2 separate regions of the Capra hircus genome follow, and region 2 is linked to region 1. A link is a contact called in public Hi-C data. All regions are on one chromosome and are shown on one strand. Each heading gives the region's core, a stretch centred on a gene start, on an enhancer-like site or on the middle of the called end of the contact. The rest is flanking DNA. Distances are from core to core; before and after follow the strand shown. Region 1 overlaps LOC108638122 (zinc finger protein 264-like). Region 2 holds the start of LOC102172654 (zinc finger protein 805).

The links. Hi-C and Micro-C count contacts between places; a contact is called where the count stands out from the background.
Region 2: a contact with region 1 is called in a Hi-C map of blood, with 15 times the contacts expected there. The contact joins two enhancer-like sites. A contact is called at or near these places in 4 of 5 Hi-C or Micro-C datasets (blood and liver).

The regions. Positions count from the first base shown.
Region 1 is chr18:65,886,993-65,894,239 of ARS1.2, forward strand. It overlaps LOC108638122 (zinc finger protein 264-like), which reads left to right. Exons shown (of 5, transcript XM_018063426.1): 3 at 2,918-3,013; 4 at 7,167-7,247. Among named protein-coding and RNA genes, the nearest start is that of DUXA, 21 kb to the left of the region's middle. Within about 2 kb of position 3,724, at least 1 of the 5 cell types and tissues checked has an H3K27ac peak or open chromatin away from gene starts, as enhancers often do.
Region 2 is chr18:65,934,808-65,941,757 of ARS1.2, forward strand. It overlaps LOC102172654 (zinc finger protein 805), which reads left to right and starts at 517. Exons shown (of 5, transcript XM_018063504.1): 1 at 517-778; 2 at 3,530-3,656. The coding sequence starts at 746. Within about 2 kb of position 4,949, at least 1 of the 5 cell types and tissues checked has an H3K27ac peak or open chromatin away from gene starts, as enhancers often do.

The DNA.
Region 1 (7,247 bases), core at 2,474-4,973:
AGTGGCCTCCTGTAGAACCAGTCTTGGTGTGCAGAGAAGGGAGCCTCATTCCCCTTCAGTGTAGCAAAGGGCACTGGGACGTTCTTGAAGTTGGTGTGTGATGTAAGTAGGCCAGGGAACCTTGAATTAAGGCTGTGGGGTGAGATAGAGGTTTATTTGGGGATTTATTTGTCAGACTAGCATTTGAAAAGGAGTTGTTGAAGGAAATTATTGTTCTCTAGTTAAACCAGCTATTTGAGGCCGTGATGCTCAATTGAATGCCTCTCTGCAGAGCCCAGCATTGTGTAGTTTGTGAAGTGAAATGTGTATCTTGGTCACTGTCAGTAAGGTCTGTCGCTCCAGAGGGACTTAGGAGCGTCCTTGCAAGGCTTGGTGGTCACCTTTATAAATGTAGGGACGTGTGACTTTGACTTATTTTTGTGATACCTGTGAGACAAGAGGTTCTTTACCCTGAAGGAGGCAGTTTTGAAGTGATGGCCCAACAGTTGATAATGCAGCTGAGGCCGCTGGCTGATCAGGGCCTCTGGTACTGAGATGAGTCCCTGAGTAGGCCACACAGTGTTTCTTAGGTCCCATTTTTCACTGGGACGTTTCTAGCTACAGGGTAGAAAGCAGCAGCATTCTACTGAGCTACACCGTGTGTGAGGGACAGCAGACTGGGGGACTCCCCCAGCGGTTCACTCACTCAGTCCCAAGGAGCTCCCTGGGTAGCCGAGGCCCATCGGGAGGGCTGACCCCTCCAGCGCCACGGCATCTGGCAAGGCGCTGAGGACGGGAGAAGCCACCGCTGCCTCCGAGGAGAATGTGTCGGAAGGCCTAGGGCCCGTGCCACCCTGTCCTGAGCCCTCGGACAGTCCTGGCTGTGCTGAGCTTGGGCTGTGCTGTTCTCATGACCCAGAACGTGAAGGGCAGCTGGGTGTGGAGGTCAGAGGTCCAGGTCTGAGAGAGCCTTTGTTGTCAGGAGAGTCTTGTGTGTGGCTCGTGGTGGTCTGGACAGCATGTCGCAGCAGGCTGAGGGCATAGTCTGGGCATCTCATGGCCCCGTCTGTGGTTCAGAAACTCCAGGAGGTGTGCGAAGAGGTCGTCAGAGCCCTTTAGTGAAGGAGTCTCTGAGGGCGCTAGTGGGACTGCCTTTCCAGCAGTATTGTGAGCAGGTTTTAAGAGCCTTTGTTGGAGGGAGGCCCGTTTAAGGTGGGCTGATTATTAAGAATCAGCATCAGGGAGATGAAGTAAAAGGCCACCAAAGCCATACTAAATGGGAGTGTCGTCTAAAACTCATCCCAGAGGCTTAACTGATGCTGGGCCTACTGTCTGTCCTGTGTCAGATAGCACCTCCTTAGAGGGCTGTGGTCGATGTAACGTCGCCTGCGCTCCTGCAGAGAACGGGTGCCACTGGGGTCTCAGCTACCGAGGGTGTGGGTGTTGGCAGCCTGGGAGAGGAGTTCTGTTTCCCTTCAGAGTGAAGGCAGACCAAAGCTGTGAGGCTGTCAAAACAGACACCAAACAGAGCACCTTAGCCTAGTCTGTCAGGGCAAGCAATTTCTGGCTTTTAATAATGCTGGGTTTGGGGTGTGTGGGTCTTGTTTGTCAGCTCAGTGGTTAAACAGCTTTCTTTTCACAGTTTCTGGAGGCTGGATGGCCCAGTTCAGTTCCTGATAAGGGTCTCTTGCTGACCACCTGCTTGGGAGTCCTTACCTGACCTTTGCTCTGGCTCGGAGGGACTTCCTCTTCCTCTTCAAAGGGTACCAGGCCTACCAGATCAGGGCCCTACCCCATGACCTCGTTTCTCCTTCATTGCCTCGTTAAAGGCCCTAAGTCCAAATCGGACCACACTGGGGCCTGGGGGTAACACGTTCAGCTTAGGGGAACACAGTTCAGTCCATGACAGGAGCCGTAAAGCTGGGTGGAACCACAGAATGAAGGTGCAGTAACTCACAGTGAGGGCCTGGGTCTTTTCAGGTTTAAGAACAGGCACCGTGGGGCTGTCAGACGGGGCGGCAGTGGGGATCATCACCCCTGATGAAATAGGTCTCACATATAAGGCTTGCTCCCTGAAATTTCCTATTCAGCTTACATTGGGCTGGATCAAGTCAATTAATTTAGAAGTGCCGGAAGTTCATTTTAATTATGTATTATGTCAGAGCATCAATGCCCAGTGTGGGGTACTTTTAGAACAGTGGAGACTTGGCCTATAGGAAGTTCAGGCAAAGCTGTAGAGTTGAAGTGAGACATGCCTGGTTTTCCTCTTGAGTTACTTTTTAAGATGGCAGAGTACAGTGTTTCAGTTTAGGGGTATTCCCAGGTATAGCTATGATTTGAGCCACAGTATTAAGTTCATGAGGTTTTGTCTGTTGGTGCAGTTTAACAAATTCTGAAGATAATTCAAAAACTTGTGTTGTAGGATCAGACAAACCAGTTTGTGCCTTGTTATGTTTCAGTAATATAAACTTTTAAAATACGTTCAGTTATGTTATTCATATATAATGTGTAAGTTTTAGTAAAAAAATTTTGGATTTCCAGTTGGATCCAACTATTAACTGTGCTCTAATTTACTTATGTATTGTATATTATTTCGGTAAATGTTTTACTCTCTCTTTGTTATCTAGGGCTTTTGGTTTGGTTTTTGTTGTTACTATGTTTGAATCGGTACCAGTCCAGAACCAGTATTGTGTTTGCTAGACCTGGCATTTGCTTGGTATATAAGGTTTAAAGTGTGTGCCATCACTCCCTCCCTTTTTCCCTTTTGGGCTTTTATTCTTTTAAAGCCCTGGTTTTTAGTTTTTGTCTATCTCCTGTCGGGGAGGGGCCTGGGCCTCTAAGCTCAGCCTCTCCCTGGCATGGCATAATAATTAGTCCCTTCCTCTTCCTCTCCACTCCTCTTACCCTCCAAGGTCTTCCTTTTTTTCTCCATGTCCAGGGTGTCCTGTCCCCAGACCTGAGCTGATCTACCAGCTGGAGCATGGGCAGGAGCTATGGACGGTGAAGAGAGACCTCTCCCGAAGCACCTGTCCAGGTAGGAGCCAAGCTGTGGGCAGAGACCCTGCCGGAAGCCGCTGGCCCTGGTTCCCTGGGAGGCGTCTTGTTGGGGCCTCTAGTGGTCTGGAAGCCACGGAGCCCTTTGACCCCAGGTCCCTCTGTCCTCGCCGAGGACAATGGTGTACAAGCTCAGATGTGTCCTGGGCTTCAGGCCTGGGTGCCGACCACCAGCTGGGTGGTCCCAGTGGAATTTGGGATCTCCTTGTGTCTGCACGTAAGTTCGGCTGAGTTACAGCCTGGCTGCTGTGTCAGAGGGATCCGGCATCTCGGTGCTCAAGCACGTGGAGGCGCTGTTTCTGACTCACACCTGGTCCCTGTGGGTCACGGGGAGCCCTGCGGGTCACGGGGAGCTCTGTGGGTCACGGGGAGCCCTGTGGGTCACGGGGAGCCCTGCGGGTCACGGGGAGCCCTGCGGGTCACGGGGAGCCCTGCGGATTACGGGGAGCTCTGCAGCACATGGGGAGCTCTGCAGCACACGGCCGCTTGGGGCCCTGGGCTCGTTCTGTCGTCAGTATGGGACTTCAGGTTGTCCTGACCCCCTGCAGCCAGCAGAGAAGTGGGGGAATGACGCTGCTCTGACTCCCATAAACACCAGCCCTCTGATGGCTCCACCGGAAGGCACCGGGCTCTTGGCCACACTGGGGGGGTGGGCAGGGAGCTGTGACTGAGCCCTCTGTCCCAGGCGAGGAGCAGGAGGTTGGTGAGCAGGGTCTGCTCCTGAAAGTGCCAGTCGCGATAGTCGCTCTGTCCTGGGGTTGCTGGGGGTGTGCAGTTTTAGAACATAAAAGTGACTCCCGACAGTGACTGCCTCCCCAGTGCAGGTGTCTCGGCGCATGACCCTGGGGTGTCAGCAAGTCTCCACAGTAAACTCCTGCTTGGTCCTCAGCCCTTCTGCACTCAGGTTCCCAGGCTGTAGTTTTCCTTTCACCTGGCGGAAGAGATCTTGGCACACTTCGTGGCCAGTTCTTGAACCAGAGTCTAGGTTACACCTTTTAGGGAAAGTATTTCTTATTTACTGCTTGTTTAGTAACCTTAAAAGTGAAAGTGAAGTCGCTCGGTCGTGTCCGACTCTTGGCGACCCCATGGACTGTAGCCCGCCAGGCTCCTCTGTCCATGGGATTTTCCAGGCAAGAATACTGGAGTGGGTGGCCATTTCCTTCTCCAGGGGATCTTCCTGACCCAGGGATCGAACCCAGGTCTCCCGCATTGCAGGCAGATGCTTTACCTTCTGAGCCACCAGGGAAGCCCCTTAGTAACTTTATCCTTTGTCTACTCAACATAAAAATGTGCCCACGTTTCTTCCACTTGAAGCAAGTAAAAAAAAAAATATTCTCTGTTTCATATTCATCCACTCTGTAGGGCATTTCATTGTTTACATTTCGTCACTCACAGACAGTGCTACCAAGAACATTTGTATGTATTGGCCATCTTGCACACGATTAGGCCTGTCTTTTGTTATTTCTAGGAGTAAAATTGTTGGCTTGTAGCCTGTGCAAACTTTCAAGTTTAGGTGACAATTGCAGTGGTTTTCTAAAAGAGATCTGCCTATCCAGAATTCTCTAGATTCCACTGACTATGTCCTATTCTGTCCTTCATGCTCTCAGGCACATTTATTTTTGCTTAATTGACAAAATTGTGTCTTAGGTGAGCTTGCCTTGCATTTCCTTAATTGTTCACAAGCTTTAGCTTCTTATCATGTAATTATCAGCCCATTTGTACAGTTGTCCTCTTCATCTGCAGGTTCTGACTGGATTCATCAAGCATGGATTGAAGAGACTGGGGGAAAAGAATAATCCCAGAAAGCTCGAAAAAGCAAAACTTAAGTTTGCCTTGTGCTGGCAATTATTTACATAGCATTTACATTGTATTAGATATTACAAGCACTCTAGAGACGATTTAAAGTACACAGGAGGCTGTGTGTAGGTTATGTGCAAAAACTGCCATTTTAAGTAAAGGACTTGAGCATCTTTGGATTTGGGTGTTGAGCAGGAGTGTCTGATACCAGTTATTCCCCTGTGGATACTGACGAACAACTGTATTTTCTTCTTTGAAATGTCAGTTCATCGAAAATGCCAAGTGTTAACTTTGTTTGACTTTCGTTTTTAGGGATTTTTGTATGTTACTGATACTTTTATCAGTTACAGGTGCTGCTCCATCCCTAATATCAAAAAGATGTTCTCATTATAAGATGTTCTAAGCTTGGCACCTGACATTAACTCTTTCTGGTGTGAGGTAGAATTTGAGGACAGTGTGAGACAGGAATACAGTGTTCTCATTCCCAGTGTCCCCCATTTTTCTAGCTCCATTCACTTGATACTTTTTCCTTTTACTGTGAACTGCTCTCCCTTCTCTGCCACTCCCCAGAGCTCCATGTGTGTGTCCTGGGCTCTGTTCTTTTCCCATTGCCTGTTTGTCTTCTCTCTGTACCAGGACCACAGTGTCTTAAAGTCTCGAATCCTGTTACCTGCTAAGGTATCTCTCGTTTTCTTAATTCTCGTTATTCTTGCATCGTTGATTTTTCATGCAAATCCCATGGTAAAACTACTGAGTTCCACCATAACCCAATTGGTATTTTCTTGGAAATTTTATTGAATATACAAATTAATTGGGATAGAATTGTCAGCTCATATGATTCATTTTTTTTCAGTTTTGTTGAGAAACAATTGATATACATCACTGTATAAGTTTTAAGGCACAGAGCATGCTGGTTTGATTTACATATATTATGAAGTGATTACCAGCTGGTTAAGCTAACATCCGTCTTCTTGTATCAGATCAGTTCAGTCGCTCAGTCAAGTCCGACTTTGCAGTCTCGTGGACTGCAGCACACCAGGCCTCCCTGTCCAGCACCAACTCCCAGAGTTTGCTCAGACATGTCCATCAAGTCGGTGATGCCATCCAACCATCTCATCCTCTGTTGTCCCCTTCTCCTCCTGCCTTCAATCTTTCCCAACATCAGGGTCTTTTCCAGTGAGTCAGTTCTTAATAAGCTGTCTAGGTTGGTCATAGCTTTTCTTCCAAGGAACAAGCATCTTTTAATTGCATGGCTGCACTCACCATCTGCAGTGATTTTGGAACCCAAGAAAATAAAGTCTGTCACTGTTTCCATTATTTCCCCATCTATCTGCTATGCAGTGATGGGACCCGATAACGTGATCTTTGTTTTTTGAATGTTGAGTTTTATGTCAGCTTTTTCAGTCTGTTCTTTGTCTTTCATCAAAAAACTCTTCAGTTCCTGTTTGCTTTCTGCCATAAGGGTGGTGTCATTGCATATCTGAGATTATTAATATCTCTCTCAGCAATCTTGATTCCAGCTTGTACTTCATCCAGCCCGGCATTTCGCATGATGTACTCTGAATATAAGTTTAATTTAATCACGGTGACAATACATTAAAAAATAAAGAAGAAAAGATAAAAGGGAAAAAAATGTTCTCCGTGTGATGAAAACTCTTAACAATACTCTCTTAATGGTGCTTCTTTATATCATACAGCAGTGTCAACTATAGTCGTTGAGTTGTACATGACATCCCTCGGTTACTTAATCTTAAAAGTGGAAGTCTGCACCTTTTGGCTGTCTCTCCCCTACATTAAATTCGTCTTCGGTTTAGCTCCTCTTTAATGTCTTCAAGTAAAGTTGTGACATTTTGTTCATCTAGATCATGTGTATTTTGCTAGTCTTTTCACCAAACTGTTCAGACATAACAGACCCAGTGTGTCTCTTCATCCTGCTTACCATCCTGCCTTATGAGCTATGTCCTGGGAGTTTTCACAGTAACCCAAGTCAGCTCCCCTGGACTCTCGTCAGCACCATCCGCGTGACCTGTGGGGCTTTTGTACGTTGTCTCCTGAGGCTGTAGCATCCTTCCCACTGTCTCTCTGTGGCAATGCCTGTTGTACCTGGAGTTGGTGCAGGACTCCTGTGGTGTACAACTCCCCTGGCCTCTTCCTTCACACAGTTAGCCAAACCCCAGATTAGGAACATAGAACTCCAGGGCCGCCGTGTCTGCCTTGGTCTTCTAAACCAACTGGAAGTCAAGAGACTTCCCAGTCCACCCTCAGGTTCATTGATTTGCTAGACTCAGAGAAACTCCCCTTGAACCTGTTATGCTCACAGAGTATGTTTGGTACAGGATACAGCTCAGAAGAAGGGCCAGAGGTATTCCAATCACGAAGCTTCCGTGTCTGCAGCGACTCTTTACCTCCAGGAATCA
Region 2 (6,950 bases), core at 3,699-6,198, 49 kb after region 1:
GTAGTTAGGACTCTGAACACTTTGCCCAGCCAAAAAAAGAAAAAAGAAAAAAATGCTTCAATACGTTGATTCATGGTTTTTCACCTGCACCGTTAGTGCTCCCTCGCTACCCCCGAGCTGTGCGCGCTGTGAAGCGGGTCTGATTCGGGGCTTCGGATCTCCTAAATATTTTACATCGAGGTAGGGTGGCTCTTTTTGCCTTTACATACTGTTCATGGGGTTCGCCGATTCGATGGACATAAGTTTGAGCAAGCTCTGGGAGTTGGTGATGGACAGGGAAGCCTGGCACGCTGCAGTCCGTGGGATCGCAAAGAGTGGAACACTGGGAGCAGCTCTGGAACACGCTCCACTGCCTATTGTCTGCACAGAAAAAACCACATTACCCAGAAAGTGCTACACGGCGCGACTGCAGCAGGCGCTGGGCCAATGACGGCCCAGGGAGGGGACATTTCCTGAGGAGAGGTGGGACTTCCGGCCCCACCGGTGGCGGACGTCATTTGCGTGCGACGGCTCGGTCCACGCCAGCTGTCGGGAGGGGTTAAACTATTCTGTGGCCTCTTCCAGTGCCGTCTTCGCAAATGAGCAGAAAGGTGGCTTGGGTTCCCTTGCGCGCGTTCGAGCTGGCTGTGAGCCTCCGCGTGATCGGCCACCTCACCCAGAGCAAGGAACGAGCGGCGGTCGGCTGAACCCGCGGGACTCGCCTCTGTCGCCGCCTCTCCGGGTCCCGCGATCTCCTCAGGGGCCCATGATGGCGGCGGCGTGGATGGACCCGGCGCGGGTGAGTGGACGGTGTTTCTGGCGTTGCTGATTCGGAGAGAGCTCCTGAGCTGGGTGGAATTCAGGAGAGGCATTGAGTTTCTCTGCAGCTGTGTTTGTGTGAGACCAGTGGAGCTGGCTCGTCACTCACTTTATCTCTAGTCCTAGAACGCGCAAGCCTGAATATACAAATGGGAAACAGATGGCGTATAAAATTGAAGCTTTGGCAAATAACCTGCCTAGGAACCCAGCCCGTCATCTACAGTCAATAACCCGGGAGTCCTGCCCGGTCTAAGTCAGACTTGCCTGAAGTCAAATTCCTATCTCTAGAGAGAGCTTCCAGGAGGAGAAGCAGTGAGAATTGTATCCCCGGCCGCAAATGGCCAGGACTTGATTAATAATTAACCCTTTCCCTAATTCTTTTCCCCACTTCTAACTTAGACCAACCAGAGAAAGCCCATCCATAGGTGCACGCTTAAACAGTCATGGAGGGTGCTGTTGGATTATATGCCAGAGAGTTTCGAGTTATTTTTTTATTTAGGTACACCAGCATGTGGGATCACAGTTCCCTAGCCAGGGATGGAACTTGCATTGGGAGCACTGAGTCTTAGCCACTGGACCACCAGGGAAGTCCCCTGTCCCCTTCCTTAGAGAGTTTTAATTAATTAAACATATCATCTGATAGTCATTGTTGAGGCCCTGGTTAATTTTGTTTCTCTTTACCTACCTGCCCCAAATGTCCCTAGTGATAACAGTTTATCTAACACCAGAAATGAGTAATATTGCAGGATTCCTCTGTATGAACAGTTTATTAGGAATTTCCACATCTTTAATTGAAGTATTAACTCAAGAAAACTAATGGGATTCCCTGGTGGTCCAGGGGTTAGGACTCTGCGCTCTCATTGCCAAGGGCCTGGGTTTGATCCCTGGTTGGGGAGCTAGGGTCCCACAAGCTGAGCAGTGCGGCAAACAAAACACGACACTTGATACACAAAGATGTGAGCACTGAATGTGTAAGGTGAAAAAACCGTGAGCCAATGTCTTGGAGCATTTAAATGGTGGGTCTGCAGTAGTAGGGCTCTTCATCTGAGAGTGGGGTGGCTGAATTGTTTATGTTTCCTTAGTGGTTCTGATCATACAGGGATGTGGTCCTGCATCTGCTGCCCGTTTCAGGGGAAGGTACAGAATGTGTCCAGTATATGGTGGTGGGAGTAAGATTAACAAGGCAGACTCTGTGGAGTGTTTTTAGTTAGGAGTCACTGGTGGAAATGATGACTTGAGAGCTAGGGGCTTAGTTGCTTTTTTTTTTTTTAATGTTTGTTTGTTTGGCTATGCAGGTTCTTAGCTGCGGCACGTGAACTCTTAGTTGTGGCATGTGGGGTCTAGTTCCTTGACCAGGGGTTGATCCTGGGACCTGTGCACTGGGAGTGTGGAGTATTAGCCACTGGACAGCTAGGGAAGTCCTTTTAGTTGCTTTTAGACATGACATAACGCTCTCAGCATGGGGCAGGCAACTAGCAGGACCAGTGAAGCTCAGGTTGTTGTTGTTCAGTTGCTCAGCCCTGTCTCACACTTCGTGACCCCATGGGACTGTAGCCTGCCGGGCTCCTCTGTCCATGGGATTTCCCACCAAAGATACTGGAGTGGGTTGCCTTTTCTTTCTCCAGGGATCTTCCTGACCCAGGGATTGAACCCGAGTCTCCTGTATTGGCAGGTGGGCTCTTTAACACTGAGCCACCTGGGTAGCCCCTACTGCTGTTCTTAACATTATTTGTATTATTATTATCACTATATACGCATTCCTCTGACATTGTAGCATCCTTTCTGTCTGCATCTCTCAGTCCTAGTGTTGTTTTCATTGACTTTTGTCATTTTCCAAGGGCTCCTGCCTAGGAGGCTTCTCTTTTACACTGTGATCATACTTTTCTTTATTGTGCTTTGTAGATTCTGTGGTTTTTTGTTTGTTTTTATTGCAGATTGAAGGTTTGTGGCAACCTTGCATCCAGCAAGTTTTTCATCATTTGCTTTCCTGGTGTCTTTGTGTCACATTTTGCTAGTTCTTAGAGTAGTTGAGATGTTCCACCCGCAACAAGGTTACAGCTCAAGATGATGGTTAGCCTTTTTTAGCAATAAAGTACTTTTTAATTTAGGTATCCAAAGTATTGTCTTAGACATAGTGCTATTGCACCCTTAGTAGACCGCAGTCCGGTGTAAGCATTGGAAAACTTTTATTTATTTTTGGCTGCACTGGGTCTTTGTTGCTGTACAGGCTTTCTCTCGTTGCAGCGAGCAGGGTGGCTACTCTTTGTTGTTGTGCGTGGACTTACTGTGATGGCTTCTCTTGTTGTGGAGCAGGGCCTCTAGGGCTCACGGGCTTCCGTAGTTGTGGCACACGGGTCTACTTGCCCCAAAGCATGCGACATCTTCGTGGACCAGGGATTAAACCCGTGTCCCCTGCATTGGTAGGTGGATTCTTAAGCACTGGACACCAGGGAAGTCCTAAACGTAACTTTTATTTGCAGTGGGAGGCCAAAAACATCATGTGACTTGATTTTTTGGAGTGCTGGGGAACCACACTCCCAGTATCTCTGAAGTAGGGCTGTATTGTGTTATGTCCACAGCATTGTCCACCTCCCCTCCAGCCTAGTGCAGAGGAGGTGCCCGGTGATGAGGGTCTCGACCTTGCTGCTCCTTTACCAGCGATGCAGAGACAAGCTCTGATCCCACCCAGTCGTCCCAAAGCTGATGCTAGTATCTGTATTTGACATTCCAGCTGTCTGTGACCTTCGATGACGTGGCTGTGACCTTCACCCAGGAGGAGTGGGGGCATCTGGAGCCGGCCCAGAGGACCCTGTACCGGGAGGTGATGCTGGAGAACCGCGGCCTCCTGGTGTCTCTGGGTAAGGCCCCTGCTCTGCTGTGCGGGCCCTGGCCACCTCCTTCATCCCAGACCCTGGCTCCATCTTGACTTGTCAGGAAGGACTCAGGAATGCCCCCTCCCTCCTGCTTCCTCACAGCTTCACTCATGTTTGAGATTCACCTCCTCTTGCCTCCTGTCTCTGTGTCTCTCTTTGAATAAAGTTCCCCTTTGGCTCTTAGAAAGTGGTGGAAGGAAATGAATGTTCAGCAGAACCCAAAGGCAGCATTTCCAGTCGGGCCACATGGGACTGAAATTGGAGAACCAGGATTCCACCCTGGCTTCTGGGTCTCCCGGCCTGGCTGCTTTCTCTGGCTTTGCTCACGTCTCTGTTTTTCAGAATGGTTTTTGGACCCCAGCAAGTTTGACAGGAGTGACCACCCCAATCCCTGCTCTCCAGGGCTCCCAGATGCCTTGTTTCTACCGCTTTGTATGTTTATATTGTTGCTCTTTCTCTGCCGCGGGGCTCTGGGTGGGGGTGGGGGTGTCCATGAGGCGGAAGTGACCACCTGAGCCTCTCAGCCCAGGGCCCAGCACAGACCGGCCACATTCCAGAGAGGGAGCGGACCGAATGAGACTGGTTCCGAAGCGTCCCCTACAGCCGGGTGCACAGGATGTGGGTGACAGGCTGTTCTCCAGGAAGAGGGTGCGCAGCCGGGGCCCCAGGAGGCCTTTGCCTTCAGTGCCAGCAGATCCTGTCTGACCGCAGGGTCTCGGTCAGGGGGCTTCTCTGTCCTCCTGCGCATTCACGGGTGTCTCATGTGCACCCAGTCTCGGCCGGGATCGTCTGCTGGTCCGAGAAGGAGAAGCTGGGAGAGGAACGTGTCTCGGCATGTGGCAGTTTTGTGCCCAGGAGACATCGGGCAGCGTCTGCAGCCGCATCTGCCCGTCACCTGTGGGGGTGGGTGGTCCTGGGGTCTGATGATGAGTCCAGAGATGCCCCTCAGCACCAGGGGGTGGACATGACAGCCCCGCTCAGCTGAGGATGACCTAGTCCTCACGGGCCGGAGAGCCACGGTGGAGAAACAGCAGCTCGGGGACGGCCCCGTCAGGCCGCTCAGTTTGAGGGAAGGGAGGGCTGTAAAGCCAGGGCTTCGGTGAGACAGGCCGGTTCTTGGAGACCTGGGATTGTGTTCTGCGTCAGTGAGAGGAGGTTGAACCAAATCAGGAAAAGCTTGACATATTTAGATATTTTATAACAAAATGAAACAAAAATGTCCACCATGGACCCCGGATCCCTCCACCCGGCTCCCCAGGCTCTCCCCGTGCGCGCGGCTCCGGGCCCACTGGCGTCTTGCTGTTTCCGCACACACTTGACATGTTTGCCTCAGGCCTCTGAGCTGCTGTTCTGCTTTCCTGGTGGGTGCTCTTGGGCATTTCGGCTTCTCACGTGGCCATCTCCTCTCTGCACATGGCCACCTTGCTTCCTCACCAACTGTTTCCTGACTGTAAACTCTCCTAGCAGCCCCTCCCCATCACTCTAGCTCTCCCCGCCACCTGATTTATATCCTCTAAGCCAGCAGTTCTCCTTCCCCAGGGGCACTTGGCCCCGTCTGGAGACATAGGTTGTCACCACTGGGATGGAGTTGCTACAGGCACCTACTGAGTGAAGACCCGGAGCGCCTCCACACATCCTTACACTATGCAGAGGAGACACATTCTCTCCCCTTCTCAGCAAAGAACTTTCTGGATCTGAATGTCTGTTGTCCAGAGGCTGAGAAGCCCCGTTTCTGAAGGCTCATGGACATTTCATCAGGGGCACTGGGAACGGCCCTGAGGAAGGCCTTTGTTTATTCTTTTTCCTGCCTCCTGATTTTTTAGGGAAAATCTGGTTCAGTACTTAACTCTTCTTCCCCCCAACTGTTGCTAATTTCCCCTCTTCAACAGGGGGGGCATCCCTGAGCAGCGGTGCAAGCTTGCTGGCCCTTAACCCTCACTGTTGGGTCCCTTGGCTGCATTTTCAGGTTGAATTATCATCAACTTGTCAGCCTCTGGGTTTCTGTATCCCATTCACCAGAGCTGTACAGGAATCCCTTTTTGAAGGGATATGAGAAACAGAAAAAGTGCGTCACTTGTAGCACCGGAGTTACTGTGAATACTAGTCAGAGCTCACCCTGGCCGCTGACTGACCGCACAGCAGGCCTATTCCGGGCACTGTTCTGCTCCTCCCGTGTGACCCTCGGGCTTGCCTGGCCCTCAGCAGAGTCGGGAATTTGGCTTCGGTGGTGAGCCTCGTACAGTGGAACCTTAACAGTAAGGAACATATACCTTCACTTTATGAAGCTGTCCTCTGTGGGGTTCCTTTGATGTAAAAATCCTTTTTTTAGTGAAATATTGATGGCAGTAGATGTGACCATGTCACTGTGCAGGAGTCTCAGTTTTATTATTTTCTCACAGTTCATGAAATGCTGAAGTCTCTTGAGTCTGCCCCTCTCCTGCCCTGCTCCCAGTGGTTGCACTTCGGTGCTCACATCCCTCCCTCACAGCTGCCCCACACTTGGTCTCAGAATGCTGGCCCCACTCAGGGGTGTCTGCTGTTTCCTCCTCAGTGTGGTGTTGGGGAGACCAGGGTCAGAGCCAGACTCTGGTGCTCAGTCCCCGCTTTGCACCTTAAAAACTGTGTGGTCCTGGGCAATTACAGAACCCGTCTGGGCCTCGGGGCTCTCCGTGGTAAACTGGAGTAAGGTGGAGTTTAATTCCCAGGTCTGCAACAGGGGTAAGTGGGTCGCTTTCTGGAAAGGGTCAGAGCAGTGCCTTGAGTGAGCAGGTTCGTGCAGGGTAGCATCGCGGACCTCACCACCACCGCTCCTGTCGCTACTCATCAGGACTGTCATCGTCTCAGGCCTGGACTCGGCACCTTCGGGAGCAGGCTTGTGTAGCTTTGTGGTGGAACAGCACGCAGAGCCGAGGTGGTTAGGCCTGGGCTCTGTGTCGGCCCAGCTGTTCACCAGTTGTGGGCTCTTGGGCAGATCACATTATCTGCCTGATTGTTGCTTTCTGTATGATTTTTATCTATAAAATGGTGCTACTCACAGACTCAGAAAGCAAACTTATGGTTACGAAAGAGGAAAGCAGGTGTGGTGAGGGATAAATTAAGAGTTTAGGATCAACAGATACACACCTCTGTATATAATAATAGATAAACAAGGTTCTAATATAGCATAGGGAACTATATTTAATATCTTATAATAACTTATGATGGAAAAGAATCTGAAAAGCAATGTGGGTATTTGTGTATGTGAATCACTTTTCTTGTATAGCTGAAACAAACATGACA